2 separate regions of the Sus scrofa genome follow, and region 1 is linked to region 2. The links are chromatin contacts, called in public HiChIP or PLAC-seq maps. All regions are on one chromosome and are shown on one strand. Each heading gives the region's core, a stretch centred on a gene start, on an enhancer-like site or on the middle of the called end of the contact. The rest is flanking DNA. Distances are from core to core; before and after follow the strand shown. Region 1 overlaps OSR1 (protein odd-skipped-related 1). Region 2 overlaps OSR1 (protein odd-skipped-related 1).

Region 1 (4,295 bases), core at 1,181-3,680, 66 kb before region 2:
AGCAACAGTTCCGATTAGACCCCTAGCCTGGGAACCTCCATATGCCAAGGGAGCGGCCCTAGAAAAGGCAAAGAGTCAAAAAAAAAAAAAAAAAAAAAAAACTTACTATCAAGCTTTAGTTAAACGATGTGGTATCGGAATAAAAGTAAACATATAGTTCAACAGAATAGAATTGAGAGTTTGTAAGTAAACCCACATATCTATGGTTAATTGATTTTTGACAAGTGTAAAAAAAAATTCAGTGGGGAAAGTATAATGTCTTCAACTAATGGTGCTGGGACAACTGGCTATCCACATGAACGAGAATGAATTTGGATCACTATCTTACATTGTATGTAAAAAATTTATTAAAACTGAATAAAAGAAGTTCCCATCGTGACACAGCAGAAACGAATCTGACTGGGAACCATGAGGTTGCAGGTCTGATCCCTGGCCTTGCTCAGCGGGTCAAGGATCTGGCGTTGCTGTGAGCTGTGGTATAGGTCACAGACGCGGCTCAGATGCTGCATTGCTCTGGCTCTGGCGTGGGCCCGGTGGATACAGCTCCAATTAGACCCCTAGCCTAGGAACCTCCATATGCCACAAGTGCAGCCTTAAAAAGCAAAAAAAAAAAAAAAAAAAAGTGAATGAAAGGCCCAAATGTAACAGGTAAATTTATTAATTTCTTACAAGAATATATAGTTGTATATCTTCATGACTTGGATTAGACAATAGTTTCTTAAATAGAACACCAAAATCACAGGAAACAGAAAATAAAAGTTAACTGAGCTTAAATTTAAAACTTTTGTGCAAAAGACACTATCAAGAAAGTGAAAAGACTTCCCACAGAATGGAAGGAGATATTTGCCAATCATACATCCAATAAGGGTCTAGCATCCAGAATACATAAAGAACTCTTCCAATGGAACAACACAAAGAAAACAACCCAATCAAGAAAGGGTCAAATGGCTTGAATAGACATTTCCCTAAAGAAGATATAAAACTGACCAGCAAGAGAGTTCCCGTCGTGGCGCAGTGGTTAACGAATCCGACTAGGAACCATGAGGTTGCGGGTTCGGTCCCTGTCCTTGCTCAGTGGGTTAACGATGCGGCGTTGCCATGAGCTGTGGTGTAGGTTGCAGATGCGGCTCGGATCCAGCGTTGCTGTGGCTCTGGAGTAGGCCAGTGGCTACAGCTCTGATTCGACCCCTAGCCTGGGAACCTCCATATGCCGCGGGAGCGGCCCAAGAAATAGCAACAACAACAACAAAAAGACAAAAGACAAAAAAAAAAAAAAAAAAAAACTGACCAGCAAGAAAATGAAAAGATGCTCAACACAGTAGTCATTGGAGAAATGCAAATCAAAACCACAATGAGATGCCACTTTACACCCACTAGGATGGATCTAATAAAAAACAAAAACAAAAAACAGAAAGTAGCAAGTGTCTGTGAGAATGTGGAGAAACGGAGCCCATCACACATTGCTAGCGAGAAGGTAAAATGGTACAGCTGATCCGGAAATCCGCTTTGTGGTTCCTGAAAAAGTTAAACATAAAATTACTGTATGACCCGGAAATTCTACTCTGAGGTAACTCAAGAGAATTGAAAACAAACAAAAACTCAAACAAAAACCTGTACACAAGTGTTCAGAGCAGCCAAAAACTGGAAACAACCCCAATACCCATGAACTGATGAAATAAAATGGAGTATGCACGCACGTACGATGGAATATTATTCAACCATAAAAGGAAGTAAGTCCTATACCTGCTATATAACATTATGAGCTCTGGAAACATTTTGCTAAGTAAAAGCAGCCTGTCACAAAAGACTCCACAGTATATGATTTGTTGATATGAAACGTCTAGAATAGACAGATCTATAGGGACAGAAAGGAGATACATGGGTGGCCAGGGGCTCAGGGAGAGGAAAACAGAGAGTGAATGCTTGATTGGTACAGCGTTTCCTTTCAAGGGGACAGAAAATATTCTGGAATCAGGGGTAATGGTGCACACCACTGAATGTACCAAAAGCCACTGAACTGTACACTTTACAGTGGTGAAAATGGCATATTTTATAATCTCAATAAATGCTTTTTTAAAAGAAGCGCAAAGCAGTGGAACAAAAATCAGACAAAAGTGCTTTTTAGTCACTTTCTCACTTATCGTATTCAGCCTAGGTGGGGAAAGCTATGCTTTGATTGCACATCCAGACATGTGATGAGCTGGAGAAAACTAATTTCGGATTTCAGAGTTAGTTCTAGCTGTGATATTTAAGAGCTGATCACCCTGGGGGAGTCTCTTCATTTCTCTGGGCTCCAGTTACCTCAGATGACATCCTGGTGTCCACCTGCCCAATGTATGGGTGAGCCCTGGTCTGGATCCAAGGACCACATGGAGAGGCCATGAGTCAGTCGTGAGCCTGACTCATTACGAGATGGGTTAATGGTAAAGTGGGAGGAGAGGGGAAACGATCCAGTTTTTCTTAAGATTTCCCCTGAATTATCCTCATTTGTGGGCAAAACGCTCAAGCATGCTATTTTTAAAGGGTGACGATACTTGGTTAAAATGTCCTCAGAGGAAGGGGAGGTAAGGCCTGGGAGAAGTTCTGCCCAAACCACAGTGCCTCCAAACTCCAGCCACATCACCAGCAAACAGCCCTAATGAGCTCTGTCCTGGACGCTCCAAATTGAATTACATAATACATTTCCGTTTCATTTCATGAATCACGATTTAGGATACAATGTTCCTGGGTTGCAGCTGATATATTTCAGAGATTACCAAAGATTTCTAAAAGAAAAATCTATTTTATTAAATTCATATGTAAAATGTCTGTATGTCAGCCAACTTATTTATTTCAAATTTGGGATTTTCTTAAACGCCGTAGTTACAGCTCAATGTCAAGAGAGTTCCCGATAAACTCACTTAACGAACGGTAAGACTGCCGTGGCCCCTGGATTTTTCATTTCTTTTGACAGCCCGGTTCCTGGCTGCTGGCGGTAGGTTTGATTTCAGCTGCCCCTGTTGGAGTCCCTTTGTGGCTGAGAGTGAGAATGAGTGGTTAAAGCCTCAGAACGTGGACCAGGGGAAGTGAAACTCGTATGGAGAACTAGGGAACAGTGAGTCGAGCTCACGAGGACCCTAAGCCCCATATTCAGACATTAACTCCTTTGTGGATGGCAGTGCTGCTGGCATCCGTGGGGCTCACTCCCCTTTGCTGAGTACAGCCGAGAAGTGAGGACACGGGTTCTGGAAGCAGAAAGACACGGTCCAAATCCTAGCTCAGCCATTGTTAGCCCTGCAGCCTCGGAAAGGACACTTAATCTTTCTAAGCTTCAGTGTATTAAGCTGTAATTTGGGAATAATAATAATACATATGTCATAGAGTTGTTATAAGGACTAGTGACATGAGGTATGCAGAGCGATAAGCGCAGGGCCTGGCACGGAGCAAGCAGTCAATAAACATCAGTTGTGTGGTAGTGTTGTTTTTCTGCCTTAGGAGCGGCAACTTTGAATTACAAATTGAGCTCTGGCTCACTCAGCCTCGGCTGAGTCGCCACCCGTTCTCAAAACTTTTGATCAAGTTCGCTTTTGCCAAAGCTCGTGCTCTCTGAGATCTGACCTGCTGTCCATCATTAATTCCTGTCTTCGCTCGTCATTTATTTAATATTTACTATCTTCTGTGTGCCAGACAGAAAGTTAACCATTAGCGGAACAAAGGTGAGAGAAAGAAAACAGGGTTTCTTCCCTCCAGGTTCAGACTGGGGAGAAAGGGTCGGGATGAACACAAGCTGGTTTGGGAGGGGTGCCAACTGCCATGAAGTTGCGGCAGAGGCAGCGGGGAAGGCCACGTGCGAGGCCGGTGTTGGGTGAGCAGCGTCTTCCCTACCAGGCTGCGGTGCGGATGAAACGAGAGCCAGGGTGGAGATGGAAAAGGGCTACGAGTGGGGGAGACGGTCTGTTTGGGGAGATGGAGACTAATTACCCTGAAACACCCGAGAAGGGGGGCAGGGCACCATAGTTTCAAATGTCATGCCAACCACGGCAAGCCCATTTTACAGAAGAAGAAGTGGAGGCCCAGAGAGATGCTGTACCTGGTCCAAAATCCTACAGCTGGTAGTTAACGACAGGCACAATCAGCTAAAGCTAGCTGACTCCTTCCACAGGACCCTGCCCCACACACCCTCACTCCATCACACACTCTACACCGAAGGCCAAGGTGACTGGTATTGAGTAGAAATCCAAAGAGGCCTTCTGGTCTTCTCGACTAACCTACGTTGCACCCATCAGCATTGACCAGTCTATGGACGGTCTAACCCC
Region 2 (4,555 bases), core at 703-3,202:
TAGGATCCATGAGGACAAGGGTTCGATCCCAGGCCTAGCTCAGCGGGTTAAGGAGCTGTAGCGTAGCTGCAGACATGGCTCAGATCTGGCATTGCTGTGGCTGTGGGTAGGCCAGCAGCTGCAGCTCCAATTAGACCCCTAGCCTAGGAACTTCCACATGCTGTGGGTAGAGCCCTAAAAAGCAAAAAAAAAAAAAAAAAAAAATTTAGAATACATCATCACTGTCTTCAAAAAAAAAAAAAAAAAAAAACTTACGATTTTCATAGTAGAAACTAAGGGAATTCTAAGAGGTTAACTGAAAGGATCCAAGTAGCAAAACTACAATTTACAGATAGAAGGTACAGAAAGGCAGATACTGATTTGAAGAAAAATTTCCCAGCAATCACAACCGCCCAGAACTGAAGACAGCTGCCTCGTGCAGGAACAAGTTAGTTCCCTGTCACTGCCACTCTAGTTCTCTTAACAGACCACAGGAGTTTGGGGGCAGAAGAGGGGATCCCTGCACAACACAGAAAGGCTTGCATTTTATTGGGTTCTTAGTAAATTAGCCAGAGGCTGTGCTAAGCCTTTTACTACGTAGTGTTTTTATTCTAACCTCATGGAAAATCTGGGAAACAGGTGTCATTACCCCCACTTTATAAATAAGAAATCAGAAGCGCAGAGTGGTGAAATACTATGACCAGAGACACGCAGAAATGGTAAGCAAGAGTTTCCATCTCTGGATGCTGACTTCGTGCTTAACTCAGAGCATGACACTGTCACCAACTCTAAAAAGTCCATGATTCTGCATATGCCAAAATGCTGAAATGTGATAAGAAGCCTAAAAAGGGAAGAAATATCTTCAAGACCAAAGTGACTGAATATTTTTTTATTCCACATCATAAAGTACTGTTTGGAGTTACTTTTGGAGTTTGAGGCTTTTAATTTTCTGAAGACGTCCAGAAGGCGGGGTGCAAGTACCTCCCACCTTCTTCCCATAGGCTTCTTCCCCTTCCATTTCCTTCCTCCTTCTCACCTCCAAGTATCCAGAACTCTCACGCTGTCTGGGACAGAAGAGATCTCATGTATGCTGCAGCCATTCTGCTGTCACCTCTTCCCCAGGATGCTGCATTTTAAGAGAGGAGGCCAGAGAAAGTAGTGCTTAGCCCAGGAAGGATGAACTGCAGTAGTGGGCTTTCTGGCACGATGAGTAAGATCAGATACCCTGCCAGCACCCCTGTCCACACGACAGAGGGCACCACTGGGCTCCCTGGGGCAAAGCTGGTCCTGCTCTTAAGTAATACCAATGCATTTCCTTTCAGCAGTTATTTTCCTGGAAAATACACAGATTCGTTTACTCACACTTTGGAGAAAGATTTACAAGTCCTCTTTTGTAAAAAGAAGTCTGTTAAGTGCCTTGAGTAAGACAGATCATCCCTTCTTTGATCCTTGCAGAAACAGGAAGAGAGGTCCCAAGATTCTGACTCACTAGCCAATGCCCTGACCCTGAGCAACCCAGCCCGGTGCCGGTCCGAGAGTGAGCTGGCGCTCTTCCGTCTGCTCTCTCTGTTGCTTTTGACTTTACACACTCTGAGTCATCTCTGCAGATTCCACGCGACCAGCTGGGTGGCCAGCATCCAGCTCCGGGTCACTCACCTTGATGGATGAGTCCTCTTCAGCATCTGCTCCGGACACCTGTCTCTCCATCCCGAGGAGGGCCAGCAGGGACTCCATCCTCCCTTACCTGTCTTCGGCACTTGGTCCACGGGGGTGGCACCAGCAAAGCTTTCCTCTTCTGAGAATGGATCTGATTGTGTAACAGTATCCATTTACTTCTGAAAGCTTCCTCAGCTTTGTGTCATCTCCAAACAGATGAATAATTTTCATTTGTGCATTTCAATGAGCCTGGGAAACATTCAGGGTTCAGAGGTACAGCTAGAAATATTTCCAGAAAGATGAGTCAAACAGTGTCAGAGGTGACTGGGAAAGAGAAGAAAGGGTCCTGCCACGCCTCTCTCGCGAGCCAACAGTCCCGACGTGCACTCTGGGTCACTGTTTCCAGTGTGCAACTCCCTGGCTGCTGAAATGACATGTCCGACTCTTTGTTCTGGCTCCCACTTTCTCCTCCTTCTCTTCCTCCCACGTCTCTCTCCTCCAGTTTCCCACCTCCGTGCAGAACATTGCCTCATCCTCACTGATAACCCGCTAAGCCTGGCTGTTAGGAGATTCCCGTTCTGTAAGCGCTCAGAATCCCTACGTTTGCCAACAAGGTGATTGCCTTCTAAGTAAGAATGAACATCCCCTTCCCAAGAATGCCGCTGGGAAGACGTCCAGAGGGGGCCTTTCACCCTTCTTCACGGGGCTGGAAGGGTGCCTTAAAGGAATGCAAAATTTCCAAAATATCCAAGAATATTCCCAGTACACCTCTGATAACAAACCATCCTAGAGTGTAGTCCAAAAGGAAATGAAAGATTTGCCTGTGAAACATCTTTGGGATATCTTGAAGGTGTCAAAAATGGCAGAAAGATCTGATACTCATCAAAGCATTCATTTCACCAAATCCACAGACCCCAGGGCTTTAAAAACTGCAAGACTTAAGGCAAACGGTTCAGTTGACCTTGACTCCAAAGCTGTTGATGACGAGCAGGAGCAGAAGCCCCATCCAGACACAATCCTGTACGTGTAGCTCTAAAGAACAGTATTAGCCTAGGGTCACTGCTTTGCATAGTGTTGACCTGCATCTTCCAAGAGCTGTGCCAAAATTCAGTACTCTGAGTGTGAACAAACAGGAGCAACTACACTTGGAACAAGCTGGACAGGGTCACCTGTCTATGGGGAGCAGGGAAAGCTGGCTCTGGGATCCGGCCTGCTCTCTGCTCCTGGCACTACAGTAGGACACTTATGTGCAGCTTTTGCTCCTTGGCCTCCAAAGAGCTTCTGTCTGGAAGGCCAGATGAGCCACGTGACCAGAAGGCTCAGGCTTTGAAAGCCGAGATGCCCGAGCTCCTGCCACCTTAGCGGCCCCCACGCATTCCACCCTCCTTCCGTGCTCTCCTCCCACCAATGTGGCTGCTCTCTCCCAGCCCCGTCCCCTCCCTGAACTCCGTCTCTTCTGCCCAGCCCTTACCTTTTCATATTTTTCAAACTTCTCTTTGACCTGCTTACTCTTCACACTCCTCTTCCGTTCTCCTGGCTTCAACCCACACACCGAGTCAGCCTCCCAAATCCACAGCCCCAGCCAAGAGCTCTCTCGCCACTTCTCCTGTATTCCAGGATCCCTCGTACCCCACACATCTGATTTCCTGTTGTTTTAGCCCCTCTGTCGGAATCCTCCACTGGCCCTTCAGTCTCTGACCTGAAAGTTCTGCCTACTTGAGAAGGCAGTTCAGTGAGGTGAAACGTGCCATGGACCTTGATGGCAGGCAGGACTCAGGTCGTCCCTCTACCATTTAATGGCTGTGTGTCTCAGCTGTCTCCACTCTCAGTTCCCTCATCCAGACAATGAGACCAAAGCTGCAGAGCTGGTGTGAAGATTAAATAAGATAATGCGGAGTTCCTACTGTAGTGCAAGCGGATCGTGGCATCTCTGGCGCACTGGGATGCACGTTTGATCCCGGCCCAGCACACAGGGTTAAGGATCCAGCATTGCCACAGCTGTGCAGCTTGGATCTGATCCCTATGCCAGAAAATCCATACGCCGTGGGACAGCCAAAAAGGGGGGGGGGGAGAGAAAGCATTTAAGTATTCTGCAAAAAGCTGCGGTTATAACTGCCCATAAAAAGTGGTACTACTGCTACTATTACTACTAATGATTAATGGTGATAATAATACAATAGCTGGGGAGTTCCCATCGTGGCGCAGTGGAAACGAATTAAACTAGGAACCATGAGGTTGTGGGTTTGAACCCTGGCCTCACTCAGTGGGTTAAGGATCCGGCGTTGCCATGAGCTGTGGTATAGGTCGCAGACATGGCTCAGATCTGGCGTTGCTGTGGCTGTGGTGTAGCCCAGTGGCAACAGCTCCTATTGGACCCCTAGCCTGGGAACCTCCATATGCCGTGGGAATGGCCCTAAAAAGACAAAAGACCAATAATAATAATAATAATAATGCAATAGCTGGAGAAGCCACAACGATAACAATAGATAATAACTGAGATTGCCACGCCCCTCTGACAGCATCCTTCTGCCTCCAATCTGAGAAGGATGTGCACTGTTGGCCATCCTCAAATCCCCTGCATCCTCCTGCTCTTGTTCCACTCAGGCCCCTCTCCACCTCACGTGTGCTCTCATTATTACAGTAAATCTCTTTACCTACCTCCCAAAGAACGCAAATATGAGGCAGGAAATTCTAGTGGTGATCAAAAATATCGGATGTTCAATATACACAAACCTATTGCTCAACTAGCTTCTCAAAAAGCTCATTTTTTTTTAAGAGCCACACCCAAAGCATATGGAAGTTCCAGGTTGGGGTCAAAATCAAGGCTGCAGCTGAAGGCTACACCTCAGCAAAACTGGATCCAAGCTGCATCTGCAACCTATACCATAGCTCACAGCAATGCCAGATCCTAACCCACTGA

The links. HiChIP or PLAC-seq counts read pairs in DNA pulled down with a chosen protein or histone mark.
Region 1: an H3K27ac HiChIP or PLAC-seq map of alveolar macrophages shows a contact between it and region 2. The contact joins two enhancer-like sites. A contact is called at or near these places in 2 of 47 Hi-C or Micro-C datasets (embryonic fibroblasts and fibroblasts) and 1 of 2 datasets of contacts at active chromatin or transcription factors (alveolar macrophages).

Annotation. Positions count from the first base shown.
Region 1 is chr3:118,584,861-118,589,155 of Sscrofa11.1, reverse strand. All of the region lies in intron 4 of OSR1 (protein odd-skipped-related 1), which reads right to left. Among named protein-coding and RNA genes, the nearest start is that of OSR1, 220 kb to the right of the region's middle. Within about 2 kb of position 2,430, at least 22 of the 83 cell types and tissues checked have an H3K27ac peak or open chromatin away from gene starts, as enhancers often do. A contact at or near this core is called in alveolar macrophages and embryonic fibroblasts, where this site is marked.
Region 2 is chr3:118,518,533-118,523,087 of Sscrofa11.1, reverse strand. The region is part of intron 4 of OSR1 (protein odd-skipped-related 1); the gene reads right to left. Among named protein-coding and RNA genes, the nearest start is that of OSR1, 150 kb to the right of the region's middle. Within about 2 kb of position 1,952, at least 14 of the 83 cell types and tissues checked have an H3K27ac peak or open chromatin away from gene starts, as enhancers often do. A contact at or near this core is called in alveolar macrophages and embryonic fibroblasts, where this site is marked.